Regions from separate parts of the Rattus norvegicus genome. Here region 2 is linked to region 1. A link is a contact called in public Hi-C data. All regions are on one chromosome and are shown on one strand. The core of a region is the stretch at or near the end of the contact, and the rest is flanking DNA. Distances in the headings are between cores, read along the strand shown. Region 1 holds the start of Ctdspl (CTD small phosphatase like). Region 2 overlaps Ctdspl (CTD small phosphatase like).

Region 1 (7,488 bases), core at 2,512-5,011:
AATAATTAATAATAATAATAATAATAATATAAAAGAAGACAGCAATGAAATAGTGTAATGTACACTTAATTTATCCAGAGGAGAGTTAAGAAGGGGAAAGACAAACAGACATTCAATGGACGAGCGAACACAAGGTCAGTGTTTTAATAACCTCTTCTGCTTTGTACTCTCAGAATGGATACCCTAGGCTGGTTTACATGCCCCCTTGGTCATGAGCTCCTTGTGTTTATAATATAGACACAGTGTGTATAGTCCTCCGTCTTGTGTTGTCTTGTCTGCTTTGCAGAGCTGTTCACTGTATTGATAAAGGACTACAATCTGGGAAGAGCATCTGTCACTAAAGGGTTAATAGGGCATGGGCATGAACACAATTTTTCCCCTAAATTAAGAATATGCAAGAAAGCTGAGTGTGGTGGCACTCTCCTTTAATCACAGCACTCAGGAGGCAGAGGCCAGTGGATCTCTGAGTTCAAGGCCACCCTGGTCTACAAAGAGAGTTCTAGGAGAGCCAGGGCTACACAGAGAAACCCTGTCTTGGAAAAACAACACAATATAGACAGATATTTTTATTTATCTATTTATTTATTTTGGTTTTTCGAGGCAGGGTTTCTCTACGTAGCACCAGGTTCCAGCCCTGGTGGCGCTGGAACTCACTCTGTAGGCCAGGCCGGCTTTGAACTCAGAGATCCACCTGCCTCTACTTCCTGAGTGCTGAGGTTACAGGTGTGCATCAGGCTGGGATCCAACGTTGTTTTTCTATCAGTGGCCCAAGAGTACTATGTGATGGCATACATCACACAGCAGTATGGGAAACATGACTTCTACCCATCCTTTTAACTGTTTCAGCATCTGAGCCTTAATGTGGTTGACCTCCAATGGCTTCAACCTGTCCTCTGGATACCGGAGATGCTTTCTTCAAATCTCAAAGAGCAACAATACTCCAATACTTGGAGACCTAAAGGCCTCCCTAGGAACAGCCACAAGTCATGCTTGATCTGTGGGGAGACTAGGGGAGCTCAGCGCCATAATCCCCAACGCCTAACAAAGATAAGGCGCTCAAGGAATGCTTGCTAAGTGGGCAGAGACACCCAAATGTAGCCATTTTATATTTTGTCATCTCTCAAGTATTTGCCACTCTTAGATCCTTTCCTTTCAAGAGCAAAAGCATTTGCCCACGTTTATTTGTATGTAGTTGCTATTGTTAATATTTAATTCATCTTATAGACATGGCGGAACAACTAACCAACTGCGCATGCTCGGCCCTACACGGGCCCCTTCTACCAACCTGAGCTCAGCAAACATGTGGAAAAGGAGGCAGAAATTGTAAAAGCAGAAGGATGGAGGGAGAGTGCTGTGTTACATTTCCGTTTTCCATGGTACCACAGAAGCTGTGGTTGCCTGCACAGAGACCAGAACAGGTGATATTTCCAGCAGTGAGTGGGGCGGGCCTTCGGCGGTCCCACCCCCAGTTTACTTGTCCATGGCTGAGTGAATGACCCCATCCCTATGTGCTCAGGCTAATTGTAATTAATTAGTAGGTCAAATAAACAAATAATTATAAAAGAGAACATGAAATGGGGCGGGGGATGCAATGTGGCAGCTGCTGAGGGGAGCTGAGGGGTGAACTGATCAAAATATAGTGTATACATATATGAAATGTGTACGAATTTATATTTACAAAGAAACGAGGGGTTGGGGATTTAGCTCAGTGGTAGAGCGCTTGCCTAGCAAGTGCAAAGCCCTGGGTTCCGTCCCCAGCTCCGAAGAAAAGAAAAAGAAAAAGAAAAAGAAAAAAAGAAACGAAGGGCGAATGGGTGGAGTTGGCGCTGGGAGACTAGAGGTGATTTCAGGAAGCTGAGAAGGATAGAGGGTGCTGGTAAGGCAAGAATTTGTTACTGGAGGGTCCCATGGCATCGCAGCTGCTGGAGGCTCGATGTATGAAAACCGTTCTGTGATGGCCCCTTTTCCACAAGAACAGTCCTTGGAAGTCCTCCCACCCGCTTCCCTTAGACAAAGGAATCCAGGGCTTAAACTCGTGACCAGGTGAGTCCAGATACTCCAGGCACATCCTCAGAATGTGTGACAGACATTAGACAAGTTGAGACAAGGCAAAGCTCGGGTGCCAGTCTGGACCTTCGAGGTCATGTCCTGGCGGGTGGGCTACTTGGTACAGCTTGCATTCCTAATCAAACGGACACTTCGCGGTTTGGTCCCCAGGATATCCTGGGGATCCCTAAGGTGCTTCGAGAAGGGCAGATACTCCTGGGTGAGCGCACTCCAGGGGCAGCTGGGACGTCTTCTCCACGCACAGTAGTACCAGGATGCCACTTGAGGTCTTGAGTTTGAGAACAAAAACGCTTACTTCTTGTCTAATTCCCTTAAATAACTGCTCCTCTGCAGAGACGGAGGGAGTCCGGCCCCGGGTCAGTCTCCCACAATGGGGCGCCATAGACTTCACCCGTCTGTGGGCTCGCCTCAAACAGAGGCGCTTCTGGAAGTTTCTTTCCAACTTTGCAGACGCTCACCGGTGAACATGCGGCTTGAATGGTGCCAGCTTCGGGATTGCACCCACGTAGAAAAGTAGGGAAGTTCCCGCAGGCCTTCCCTCTTAAAAACCACCGGGGGAGAGGGGATTGGGGGAAGTAGGGGCAAATGCGCGCGCAGACAGGCGAATGGGCGGAGTCAGGTTTTCATCTCCAGCCCGTCTGTCCGTCACGAGCTTCAGCTCCGCCCACACAGCGGTAATTGGTGAGGAGCGCGCGCGAGCACTCGCGGCCCGCCCCCCTGCAGCACTGCCCCCGCCCACCGGTTGACAGCGCTGCAAGTCGGGCCTGCAAGTTGGAGCAAGGAGGTGCGGGTGCCAAAAGGCTCAGACTCTCCGAAGCTGGTGGGCACTTGCTCACACCCATGCTTTGGCTGGCACCCCAGACCTGACAACAGCCTGATGCTCATGTACTTGAGTCCTGGCCCAACTCTGCTCCTACAGGCCCCCCTTTCCATCTCATCAGCCACCCACAACCTCTTTTCTGTCCCCAAGCAGCCGAACCCCTCGCAGAGGTGCCCATAGTATCACGTGCCAAGAGGTCTAGTCTCGAGGACTCACTGTTCTGCACACCGACTCTCACCCCGGTTGCTTATGCGGACAACACAATGCGAGCCGGGTCTGCAGACTCCGCGCACCTCTCACCCCGTTCCTCACTCCCGGGCCCGGCATCCCCTACGGCTCACCGCACATCCTAGCTCTACATCACCCCAACTCCGTGCTGGAGCCCCTCTTCAGCCTGGCTCCCTGTTCTCCTGCGGAACCCTCCATTCCTAGTTCGAACGTCAGGACGTCCCTCACCCGGAACCTACTACCGATTGCAAACGTCTCTCACGGTGTCTGGCCTCGGGGTGAATAAATCTCCCCGGGCCTCGGCCGGCGATCCCGCTGCACCCCGGGCCTCCGCCGGGCACTCCCCGCGCATCCATTCGGCGCCGCGCGGCCCACACCTCGATCGCTGAGCTTGCTCCATCTCCCAGGCTCCACTGCACCCTCCCACCTACCCTGAGGGCCCCTGTGCCCCGCGCGCGCGCGCCACCGCCCCAGACCACACCCCGCACGCTGAGCCCCCGACTCGGCCCCGCACCCCTCTCCCCGGCGGGCGGCGGGCGGCGGGCGGGCGGGCAGCGCCGGCGGCGGTGGAGGCCAGTCCTCGGGCCGGGACACACCCACCCGCCCGCCCTCCTCGCTTTCCTCCTTCCCTCCCCCTCGCGCTCCCTCTCTCCCGCCCTCCCGCCCTAGCTCCGCGCTCGCTCCTTCTCTCCGTCGCCCGCTCGCGCTTCCCGCGGCGCCGGGCCTCCCGCTCCGCCTCTCCGAGCGCGGCTCTCCCGGGCGCGGCTCCGGGGTTCATGCTGACGAGGCGGCGGCCGCTTCAGCCCAGCGGCGGCGGCGGCGGCGGCGGCGGCGGGAGCTGGGGCGCGGGCCCCGGCCGCCTCTCTCGGAGCGCGGGGCCGGGCGGCGGGCGCGCCCCGGCAGCGGCGGCGAGCGCCCCACCGCGCCGCGCCCCTGCGCGCCCCCTACGCCGCGCCTCCGCGCGCCCCCCGCGCCTAGCTTGCGGGGGGCCGGGCCTGCGGGCGGCCGGCGCGGCGCGCACCCATGGACGGTCCGGCCATCATCACCCAGGTGACCAACCCCAAGGAAGATGAGGCCCGGTCGCCCGTCGCGGGCGAAAAAGGTGAGGAGGGGGCACGGGCAGCTGCCGCGGGGGGCGTGAGTGCACCCCGTGTCTCCGGAGTTCTCGGTGTGTGCCCGCACGAGCGTGGGGGAGGGGTGTACCGGGCCAAGAGGGTGCGTGGGTGTGGGGTGCGCCTGGAGCAGAGGGAGGCTGCGAGGGTGCCTGTGCCAGCTGAGCTCCTGTGAGTGTGCATGAGCGGCTGAGAAGTTGGGATCGGATGTGTGCACTGCATGGAGCTGTTTTAAGTGTGCATGCAGTACGTGTGACAGGTTGTGTGTACACCTACGTGTATGTGCAGGCCAACTGAGAGATTGTAAGGGCGTGTGTGCTTCTAGCAGATTGTGTGCGTTCCTGACAGGCTGTGAGTTTGTGGACTTAGGTGGAGGTCTGTATGCCTCTGAGAGGTGGTGAACGAACAGTGTGCAGAGCCTGAGCCTGTGGACCTTGTATGTGTGTGTTCACTCCTGAGGAGGGGTGTGTGTGTGTGTGTGTGTGTGTGTCCGTCCGTCCGTCCCTCCACTATCCAACTGTCAGATTGTATTGTGTCTCTCTACTGTTAGGGTGTGTGTGCGCATGTCTGCCTTTGACCAAGATCCTGTGTGTACACAAATGCACACATGCGTGTGCCTGATTGTGCGTAGCACGGAGAGGCCATGTCTTGGAGAATATTTAGTTGGTTGTGCACATGGAGGAGAAGAGAGGTGAGAAGCAGCCCTGACCCCACCACACACACACACACACACACACACACACACACACACACACACACACGCACACTTCCTTTTTAGCTCATCTCCCAGCACCAACCAGCCTGTCAGGAACTCTACCGCCTGGCATCTCGGGCCTCCTGTGGGTTTCGAGGAGCTCCACACTTCACTTGGCAAACTCTTAGTGTGTTAGAGCTGTGCCCTTTTGGGTAGCTGGTCAGGGGCTAATCAGGCAGTTCCATGCTGCACCTGGTTTGTTTGTGGGTGTATTCTGGCACCGATCCCTACCTCTGTTTACTTTTTGCTCTTTCTTGGTATGCTGACCCCTCAGAGAACTGACGTCTTCACACAAGTGCCTGGAGTCACTGTGTCCTGCTAGCTGGACAGATTGTTTTGAAAAGCTAACCAATCTGACTTGGTTTGCTCTGGCAACTGACTCTTGCTTCACAGTCCTTCTGCCATGTGTAGTACAAACATCTAAGTCCCCCTCCACTCCCTGAGGACCTGCTTGTCCCCTCCAAGCCCTGGGCTGGCCACAGCAGGCACTGGAAGAGTCAGGTTTCTTTCCACAGGCCTCCGCCCTCTGTGCTTGTGCAGTGAGGACTGCAGCCCTCCGGGGAAGTAGGATGAGGATGGGAGGAGCAGTCCACCACCACTGCCCACGCTCGACCCCTAACCCCTGGGCATGGTCAGCAGGAAAACACAGAAACTTTCCCCAGGTCCCCTCTGCCGTCCTGTCCTGTTTCACTCTGTAGACTGTAAACACTGCCTTTGTCTACAAGCTGGTTTCTAAATGTAAAATAAAGGATTCAACACCCCCCCCCCCCCAGTCTTCTATACCCTATAAACGAGCTCTAAAAACCTTCGAGAGGGCAGGGAGTGAATCCCCCGACTTCCTGGGGCCTAAGTAGAGAGCACCTCTCTGGCCTAGCTTTCCCACTATAAGGACCTGAGCTCTTGGGGCCCTAGCTGGACATGTCCCCTCACAGAGGGTGTTTAAAAGGTAGCTTCAAGAAAGTTTGGTGAACCCAGCATTCTCCTCTACTGTGGGCTTTATGCGGCCGAAAGCTCGGTTCTTGGTGGAAGGGATGTGGCAGGAAGCTAGGGGATACTTGTCAGGACCTGGTCTCTCTTGCTGCCCTCCCCTCACCTTGGGAGTGGGTAATTTTGCAAGCTTTTCGTGTGCTCTGACTGACCAGATTCCTGAGGCAGAGCAGGTCCGTGGAAATGCTGAACCCTGTGCATGTTACTGGCCCTGTGCAGCTTGTTGACAGTGCTTTTCTGGCCGGGGCTTTTCATATCCTTAACAGCCCGTTTCGTTTGTTTTCACTGTCAGATTGGTTACTTGTTAACCAAGTAGGAGAATTCCTCGCCTGTTGTTCTAGGGTGGGGTGCTTGGCTAGTAAAAGCATTAAAGTTCCACTTTACCTGAGATTTCTTTTTACTCCAAAAAGTTAATATAATTTTGATCAGTTGCAGTATAACAAAATAACAGAGGGTCGTCGTTTTTTTAAATTGGGTTTTAAGTGTGTGCGCTCTGACAGCAGTGCAGATACGAACTGTCTGTGGATCACGTCCACCCCCAACTCCCCCTACCACCCCCCTCCAACACATGTTCCTCCCACCTTCGTGCCTATTTCTGAGAATCAAATTTTGAAACAGCTTCTTTAGAATAATAAACCACCAAACAGGTTCAGCTGTGCTCCCAGCTTAAGTGTGCCGATAGCTTCAGATAGGCAGAACGCGTTCTGCGTGATTTAAATCACGACAGTCATTTGCTTAAGTATCGGGCCTGCGATGATGGTTGGAAGTGTTTGTGGTGAGGAAGAGATCGATGGTCTTACAATGTTTGCTTTCACTTATTTACTCTGTAAAATAGGAGCGGCGGTGACCGCTCCTGGGTTTGGCGGGAGGGATGAGGAACGTCTCGTAGGTACACTGGGGACTCCACCCGGTGCACCAGTGTACCATGCTCCACACACCTTCAGCACAGGACCTTGGCAGAGGGAGTCCGATGCCGGGTTGCCTCTCTGTGCAGTGTGTGTGTGATGGTGCACCGCTCAGAGCTGAGTGTTACAGTGGCCAGCCCGTGGCTCTGGCTTATTACTTCCAGCTGTGTTTGATTGGATTGATAGTGTGAGGCACAGAGAACAGTGCCCCCTGTCAGCGAACCGTGCCTGCCTTGCTGCCTGCCACATAGCCCTTAGGAAAAGAGACAAGGGATGGGAACGAGAAAGTCTCGGAAGAGGAAAACAGGCCGACCACAAAGTCCGTGAACGACTGTTCCCACATCATTTCTGTTAAGCACCTGAGTGACTTCCAATGTCCAAATCGGACAGATGTTTGGAGAAAACGGGTCCTCTCGGAAGACTTGGGAGAAGATTAAAAAAAAAAAAAGGACAAACTTTTCATGTTGTTAGGTTTTATTTACTTTTATTCCACGTGTATGGGTGTTTTGCCTGCGTGTCTTGGGCGTGTGCCTGGTGCCCGTGGAGGTCAGAAGAGCATGTTTGAGTCCCTGGAACTGGAGTTACAGATTGTTGTGAGCCACCATGTGGGTGCTG
Region 2 (7,488 bases), core at 1,979-4,478, 82 kb after region 1:
TGGTGTGGTGACAGGCCTCGACTCCTTTCTGTTTCCTTAGTTTCTCTTCTGTAAGTATTGTTTGTGGTTACCATGGAGATTACAGAGCACATAGCCCAGTTATCAATGGGTCTATTTTAGGCCAGTAGACCGGGCTGTACAATCTTGGCAGTCTTTAAGCATAATACAACAAAATTGATTTTTTTTAAACTTTAACCTTTGTTTATAACTTCAAGTGCAATTAACTTGAATCATCGGCGGATATAAATTTTATTAAATGAAGGCAAGTAATCCCCAGAGCTATTTTGTTTTAGAATTATGTAAGTAACTCTGACATTTGTCTGGAAGTATGGAAGTTTGGGCCGGCCAAGACGTTTTCAAATAAACATTTGGGAGGGGGGCACTGCTATTAAGTTCAAAACCATAAAGCTGCCCACGAGACTGCACGTTACTGGCAGCGGAGGGGAATAGATTAGGGTTGCATAAGGGACAGAGGACCAGGATGACGAAGGGTGGACCATTTAGGAGGAAATGGCTCCTTAGTGTATCCCGAGAAACAGAGGAAACCACGGACAAGGAAATGTTTGCTTTAAAAAAGTACTAGCAGGGCAAGGCGTGGTGTCACACACCTCTGATCCCAGCACTCAGAGGGCAGAGGTAGGTAGATCTCTGTGAGTTCAAAAAGCATAGATAGATAGATAGATAGATAGATAGATAGATAGATAGATAGGTAGATCAAACAGATGTGTATTGATAGATTAGATTGATGATATATAGATGATAGATAGACAGTAGATAGTAGATAGATAGATAGATAGATAGATAGATAGATAGATAGATACTACACATACACACACGTACACACATCTCTCGGGTAGAAAAGAACCGTGTGTGTGTGTGTGTGTCTGTGTGTGTGTGTCTGTGTGTGTGCATGCGTATGTGTGCATGTGTGTGCATGCGTGTGTGTGTGCATGTATGTGTGTGTGCACGTGTGTGTGTGCGTGCATGCGTGCGTGTGTGTGCGTGTGTGTGTTATTTTAGTTTGGACTTAGTAGCTTGTGTGAGGGGCTGGAGAGATGGCCCAGTGGGTACTGTTTGATCCAGCTCGTCCCCGGCAGTCGGCAGGAGCACTGTGTTATTAATTTTAGAGTCACTTCCATCCTTCTGCTTATTGATCTGATCACTAACATCTGTGAGTGTCGCCCGTAGTCTCGGGCTTTTGAACACTTGTTTGGGGAGGTTTAGAGGATACAACCTCACTGAAGAAATATCACTGTCAGGGAGGGACCTGAGGTGAGGCCCACAGCTAAACTCCTCAGGACACTTGGCCTTCACTGTTTCCTTCGTGTTTGTGGTTGGAAGATGTGGACCATTAGCTTCCTGCTCCGGCTACCGTGTCTTTGCTCCGCCATCAGAGACCCTTACCCCTCTGAAACTGAAGCCCGAATGAACACCCCCTCCCTTCAGTTGCCTTGGTTAGGCTTCTCTATCCCAGCCTTGAGAATGACCAATTCCGAGTCTCCTTTGGCAGGCCTGTGGTACACCGGCATTTCTAGGCCCAGGAACGAGATTGGTAAGGGCCCACACCCCACCTTCCAGAGTTTATTCAGCCCACACCGCTGATATAGGCAGGACTGGAACAGGTCTAAGACGGTCGTCTGTGCTAACCACACGTGTCCCATGGGAGAAGGTCCGCTCCTGAACACACAGCACCCGCTTGTAGCTGCCATCGTCATGACTAACCGCTACAGCAACAGCCCTTCTGCCCCTCCATCATCCACATTGCTTGCATTTATCCTGTCTAGCTCCATTTCTGTTGCCATGGTGAACACCGTGATGGAAAGCAACTCACGGGAGAAAGGGCTTATTTTAGCTCACAGTGCGGTCCAGGTCCGTCAAAGTGCAGGAAGTTAGAACCGGTCACAGGCAGTCCAGAGGGGAGAGGAGGAGGCATGTGTGCTGTGCTCAACTAGCTCGCTCTCCCCTTACACGGTTCAGGGTCCAACATCGGAGAGCTGTGTTCCTCGCTTTCAGGCTGGGTCTCCCCACATCCATTAAGACAATCAAGACAACCCCGCCCCCCAGACATGCCCACGGGCCAGCCTGGCCAGACAGCCCTTCCCTGAGACTCTCTTCCCACCCATCTTGTGTCAAGTTGGCAGTTAAACTAATTATCACAAACACCTCCCGTCGCATGCCATGCTTCTGTTCTGCCTCTCAAATGGTTGTTGCCAGCTACGGAGTGGGCAGTGTCTGAGTGAGGCCAGAGCCCCACAAGCTTCACGTCCCTTCACCGGAGCGCTCCGGTTTGCTCCATTGATAAGCGCAAAAGTTGGGCTTCCTTTTTTCATTAACACCGTTGATTCGATTACTGTTAAATTTTAACCTGCGCTTCTCTTCCGTGCTTCAATCCTTTGCGTTGCTGCCGTGGCTCTCGGTGTAAATAAAACCACTGTGTGGCCGTGGCTCAGAACTCGGATCCCAGCCTCACACATGCCTGGCTTGTTTAACCAGTCCCTGGTCACGGGGACCCAGAAAGTGCTCAGATGAGGAAGAGTGGGGGTTCATAGGCATGGTCCCTGAGAGGCTTGTGCTTGGGTACAGACAGGGAGGACTCAGTTCTGCCCACTCTGTGCCTTCCTGGCTCCCCATTGTGGTTCAAGGGTGACTCTAAAGTGAATTAAGGGCTCAGATTCTCTGGAAAGAAGACCCAACATGCAGGGAGCGCACTAGGCAAGGCCAGGGAGCACACCAGGAACCTGGGTGTCTGGGAGTCTCTGCTTTCTCATGGGGACATGGGCCGGCTATGATTGTACCACACACCTTGAAGAGCAGACATGACTGCTATTAAGGACTTCATACAAACGCACTCCACAAACTTAAGTTGGGACAGGGAAGCACTGCTGTCACGGTGAAGGAAGTGGTCCACTCACTGAGAAGAGCCGTGGTCAACATTTTCATCCCATAGCTCCTCCAGACTGTCCCCTGGATTCCTCAGGGAAGTTTATCTCCTGGAAATAAAATAAGGGCCAGATTGGATATCTGGAACTAAATCTTTTAAACTCTGTGGTCTGTAGCCTGGCCCCTCTCCTCTCCGAACACTCCCATTTTATTCCAACAAGAAGGGAAGCTGCGTTTGTTGACTGCCGCTTCTGGGATGGGAAAGGAATGTAACGTATGTGTACACTGCCCAGAATTTCCTGTTAGACACCCATTCCAGACCATGGCCTGGGAGGAGGTCCAGAGATAGGAGCCCATTCTAGGAGGGAAGAAATGGTGCATTCATTTCTGCCTTGGCCTCCAGCGGAAAGGGCTCGCCTCACCCTCCTCTTTAGAGGGTGTTTGGCTTTCCCCAGTGGGATGTAGTTGCCAGTTCAGCAGTACCGGTTTCTTTAAGATAGTAATTAGTGCGCTCTGCTCCAGCACTCCTCTGAGTGAAGCCATAGCGCTAACGTAAGGCACATCTGATGTTTCGTTCCGAAGCTGTAGCAGCACGAACAGCCACAGGAATGTTGTATTGATCTAGATCTGTGGACCGCTCTTGTGCGTGTGGTGGGGGGGTGGGGTATGGGGTATGCAGGTACATGCGCCTCCCCTGAGGAGAACATCAGCAGCAAGCCTCAGCAAGCACCCAGTCGCCATCCCTCCTAGGGCTGGAGTTACGGTTGCTTTTGAAACGGGTGCTAGGCATGTGAGCTCACGCCCTCAGGCCCGCCCAGCGATTGCTCTTACCCACTGAGCCACCCGGCCCCCATTCCCAGACCCAGATTACTTAGGTTTGATAATAAGAAGACTCACTTTTTCGTGAGAGCAGTTTGGGGTGCTCTGTCACATCGACGGTCAAAGCGGTACCTTGTTGGAGGAAACCGGAACTGGCTAATAGTTAAAATAGCAAAGAGATCGCCCTCTAGATGGGTACAATGGGGGATGAGACTTGAGTGTAGAGCCTCGGTGAAGTGTGAACACAACATGGACAAGTGGTGTTCACAGCCAGGCGGAGTGGAGGTCAGTGGGTAGACAGTTAATGGGAAGAGACATCGGGAGTTAGGAGGATTCCCGCCGAACTAGCTACCAGGATTCTTCATATGTGTGTGGGTAGGGAGGGGCCATCGCACAGGCATGGGGGGTCAGAGGACAACTTGGAGAAGCCAGCTCTTTCCTTCCATCAGGTACTTTCTGGGCATGAGCTCAGCTCAGGCTTGGCCCCAGTTCATCCACCTCTCACCCACCCCAGCAGGATTCTTGATGAAGACAGGCCAGAGTTCTAAGCCATCCCGTGAGGAAGGGTAGATACTGGAGGTGCTCCGCTGCGAGGGCACAGAGACTTTTGTTAAGATTACCTCAGAGCGGGGTTGGGGATTTAGCTCAGCGGTAGAGCACTTGCCTAGCAAGCGCAAGGCCCTGGGTTCGGTCCCCAGCTCCAAAAAAAAGAAAAAAGAAGAAGAAGAAGAGGAAGAGGAGGAAGAAGAGGAGGAGGAAGAGGAGGAGGAGGAGGAGGAGGAAGAGGAGGAGGAGGAGGAGAAAAAGATTACCTCAGAGCTCCTTGCTAAATGCCACGGATAGACTTAGGCCAGTCTGCAGTTAGCTTGACTGAACGCACTTTGACAGTAATGTTACTCTTCTCTGGACCGTGCTGTCCTGGGAGATATAGCCCCTGTGCCAGATAGAGGCAAGCCTCATGTCATGGGAACTAAAAGGAGACCTGTGTTTGGCTGCTAAGATGTCTCTCACGGGAAGGAACTTAACGTTGGAGGTGATTACATCAAGTAGCGAAGTCAGATGCTGCTAGTTGTCCCAAACTCTTTATTTGTAATTAAATTTGTCCTCAGACAAATTCACCCCAATCTCCCTAGGCCCCTGTCCGCCCCAAAGCCTCTCATGTTCATGTCTGTTCATCTGGTTCTGTGACCCACTGAGACAAGCGAGCGTCACCTGTAGGACCGTGGGTTTGTAACTGTCCGTCAGGACCTGGTGAGGTCACAACTGAAGACAGTGAGTCCCTTCCTCCCAGAACCTGTCAATCAACAGTCGTTCTGCGGTTGCACCCCCTCAAACTGTCCCTCAGCGGTGCAGAGGGATGGCGGCTAAGACGTGCGAGTCAGAGAGGAGGGGAGGATGGAACAAAGCCATGTGGTAGCCACACAGGGTGGTGAGCACACAAAGTCTGCGTGAGCGAAGACTGCAAAGGGTTAGGTCCCAGAGCCAGGGTGGGTGGTCCCAAAACTTCTCACATCCTGACTGTCAGCCAGATCCAGTCTACAGAAAATGAAAGGTCTGTGGTTACGTGGCATGTGGCTGGTCTGGGGACATTTCAACATTTCTGGAAACTGTAAGGACACCAGAGGATCAGGAAACATAAAACGCTGACCGAAATTGCCCTCCCCCAGTGTAGACGCCACTCCACTGTAGCCTCCCCCGTGGGCATAAACTCAGCCAAGATCCTAGTCACGTACTCTTCAGACTAGTCTTGTTGGGACTCTGGAGCGCCGACCCCATGGCCAGCCATGGTGAAGCTCCTCGTGGGCACTCCAGGGATGCCATGATTGCAACACTACTTCATACGTGGTTTCCTAGAAAGGACCTGAGGTGAGGCCCGACTCGAAGCCTCATGCAAGCAGAAGGGCTCAACTCGCTGCCTTCTGTACTGGTGTTTGCGTGCACAGAAATGTTCTCTGCACTGGAGGTAAAGCTCGAAGGGGCCACTTACTGTTCTAACTTTGGAATCTGCATCACCCAAACCAAAATGGGTCTGCCTACATGTTTTCTCATAAAGCCAGGCTGTCTCCATGAGCACAGTCGTCTGGGTACAAGCTGAATTCTCACAGTGCACAGTGAGACCCTATACGGCCCAGGTCAGCTGCTATTTTTATTCCATTTTAAGCTGCCGGTGAGTTTTTTTTTCACTTACACGAACACACATGTTTTTGTCTCAGGCACAGCTCGGTGGGAGCTGCCATTCTTTGCCTGGTATTAGCTCTTTAAGTGGATGAAGTCATGCAGCTGACAAGTAAGGACTGAGACTGGGGCTCCCTCCTTCCTGTACCTGACAAGTGTTTGAAGGAGGTTTACTGTTTATCTGTTTTCTGCACTTGCACTTACACATTCACGAGTGTGTCTTACACATTCACGAGTGTGTCCGTGTGTGCGGGTCAGAGGTCAACATCCACCATCCTCCTCAACCAGTTTTCCAGCCTGTTTGTTTCACAAGAGTCTCTTACTGAACCTAGAGCTCGCCAATTTGGCCAGACCCAGGCCTCCTCCTGCCTCTCCCCCAACCCCCACCCCCAGTGTGGGGAGTACACGCTCGCACCACCACACCTGGGTTTTTAGCTAGGTGCTGGGGGTCCACACTTATGGACCCATGACCACAAAGCAGTCACCTTAGCAACTTAGCAACCTCCCCAGCCCAACAGCACTTTTCAATGGGGACCAGGATGCTGTGTGGCCTGCAGCATGTGTAAAGGTCAGAGAGGAACTAGCTGCTTCACTCCTTCCACCTCATTGAGCCAGGGGCATGGTCCAAGGTAGCCTCTGCCTTCCAGTGTGTCTGTGGGCACTGGGATCCCACCTCCAATCCCTATTCTTGCAGAGCAGGCCTTTCTCCCCAGCCCTCCGGGCAGTCATTACTCTGATACCTGGTGCGCTCTCTCTCACTAAACCCTGCCCAGACCACTGTTCCCTTCCTCCCCCTGCTCTCTCCATAACAATTTATAGAGCCCTCATCCCTTCTCAGAAGCCATCCCTCCCTGTCTTGGTGACACACACGTTTGTCCTGGAGAGGCTGAGGCAAGCGGATTGCCACAGGTTTAAGGCAAGCCTGTCCTAATGTCAGAATCTAGGTTAGCCAGAGCTTCGTGGCCAGACACTTGACAACAGTGAAAACAAGAACACAAAAAGAAAAAAAGGAGGGAACAATGAATCTAACTTCTCTGCGCTCTTGGGCCCTGGCACACGTTTGTCCTGGAGAGGCTGAGGCAAGCGGATTGCCACAGGTTTAAGGCAAGCCTGTCCTAATGTCAGAATCTAGGTTAGCCAGAGCTTCGTGGCCAGACACTTGACAACAGTGAAAACAAGAACACAAAAAGAAAAAAAGGAGGGAACAATGAATCTAACTTCTCTGCGCTCTTGGGCCCCTGGCAGGGCCCTAAATTGCCCCATCAAAGCATAGCTCTTTTCTGTTACCAGATTTTGTATTCAAATTCAAATGTTTCTATTAGTCCTGACACACCTCCACCTGTAGGTACAGGGCTCAGCAGTCAGGCTGTCTGCACTGCCTGACCTGGGAGCTTCGTTCTCAGAACCGAACCCTGCTATTGACAGTTATGTAAGCCTAGCAAAGACTGGTTGGGGCAAAAAGGAACTCGGTTTTACATAACTAAAAACTCCCGGTACTTCACCTTGGGAGCTTTTTCTCAACTTGGGCTTCATGCACTAGAGGCAAGGGTAGCTGACAGCTCCGGGCTCCTTAAGAAACCCAGCAAAAGGGGAAACCTTTGACAGCTTTAGCAC

Evidence for each region. Hi-C and Micro-C count contacts between places; a contact is called where the count stands out from the background.
Region 2: a Hi-C map of liver shows a contact between it and region 1, with 2.3 times the contacts expected there. The contact joins the enhancer-like site here to the promoter of Ctdspl in region 1. A contact is called at or near these places in 3 of 12 Hi-C or Micro-C datasets (frontal cortex, liver and mammary epithelial cells).

What each region holds. Positions count from the first base shown.
Region 1 is chr8:127,516,738-127,524,225 of GRCr8, forward strand. It overlaps Ctdspl (CTD small phosphatase like), which reads left to right and starts at 3,762. Exons shown (of 8, transcript NM_001395740.1): 1 at 3,762-4,217. The coding sequence starts at 4,139.
Region 2 is chr8:127,598,828-127,606,315 of GRCr8, forward strand. All of the region lies in intron 1 of Ctdspl (CTD small phosphatase like), which reads left to right. Among named protein-coding and RNA genes, the nearest start is that of Trnag-acc3, 13 kb to the right of the region's middle. Within about 2 kb of position 3,229, at least 10 of the 93 cell types and tissues checked have an H3K27ac peak or open chromatin away from gene starts, as enhancers often do. A contact at or near this core is called in liver, where this site is marked.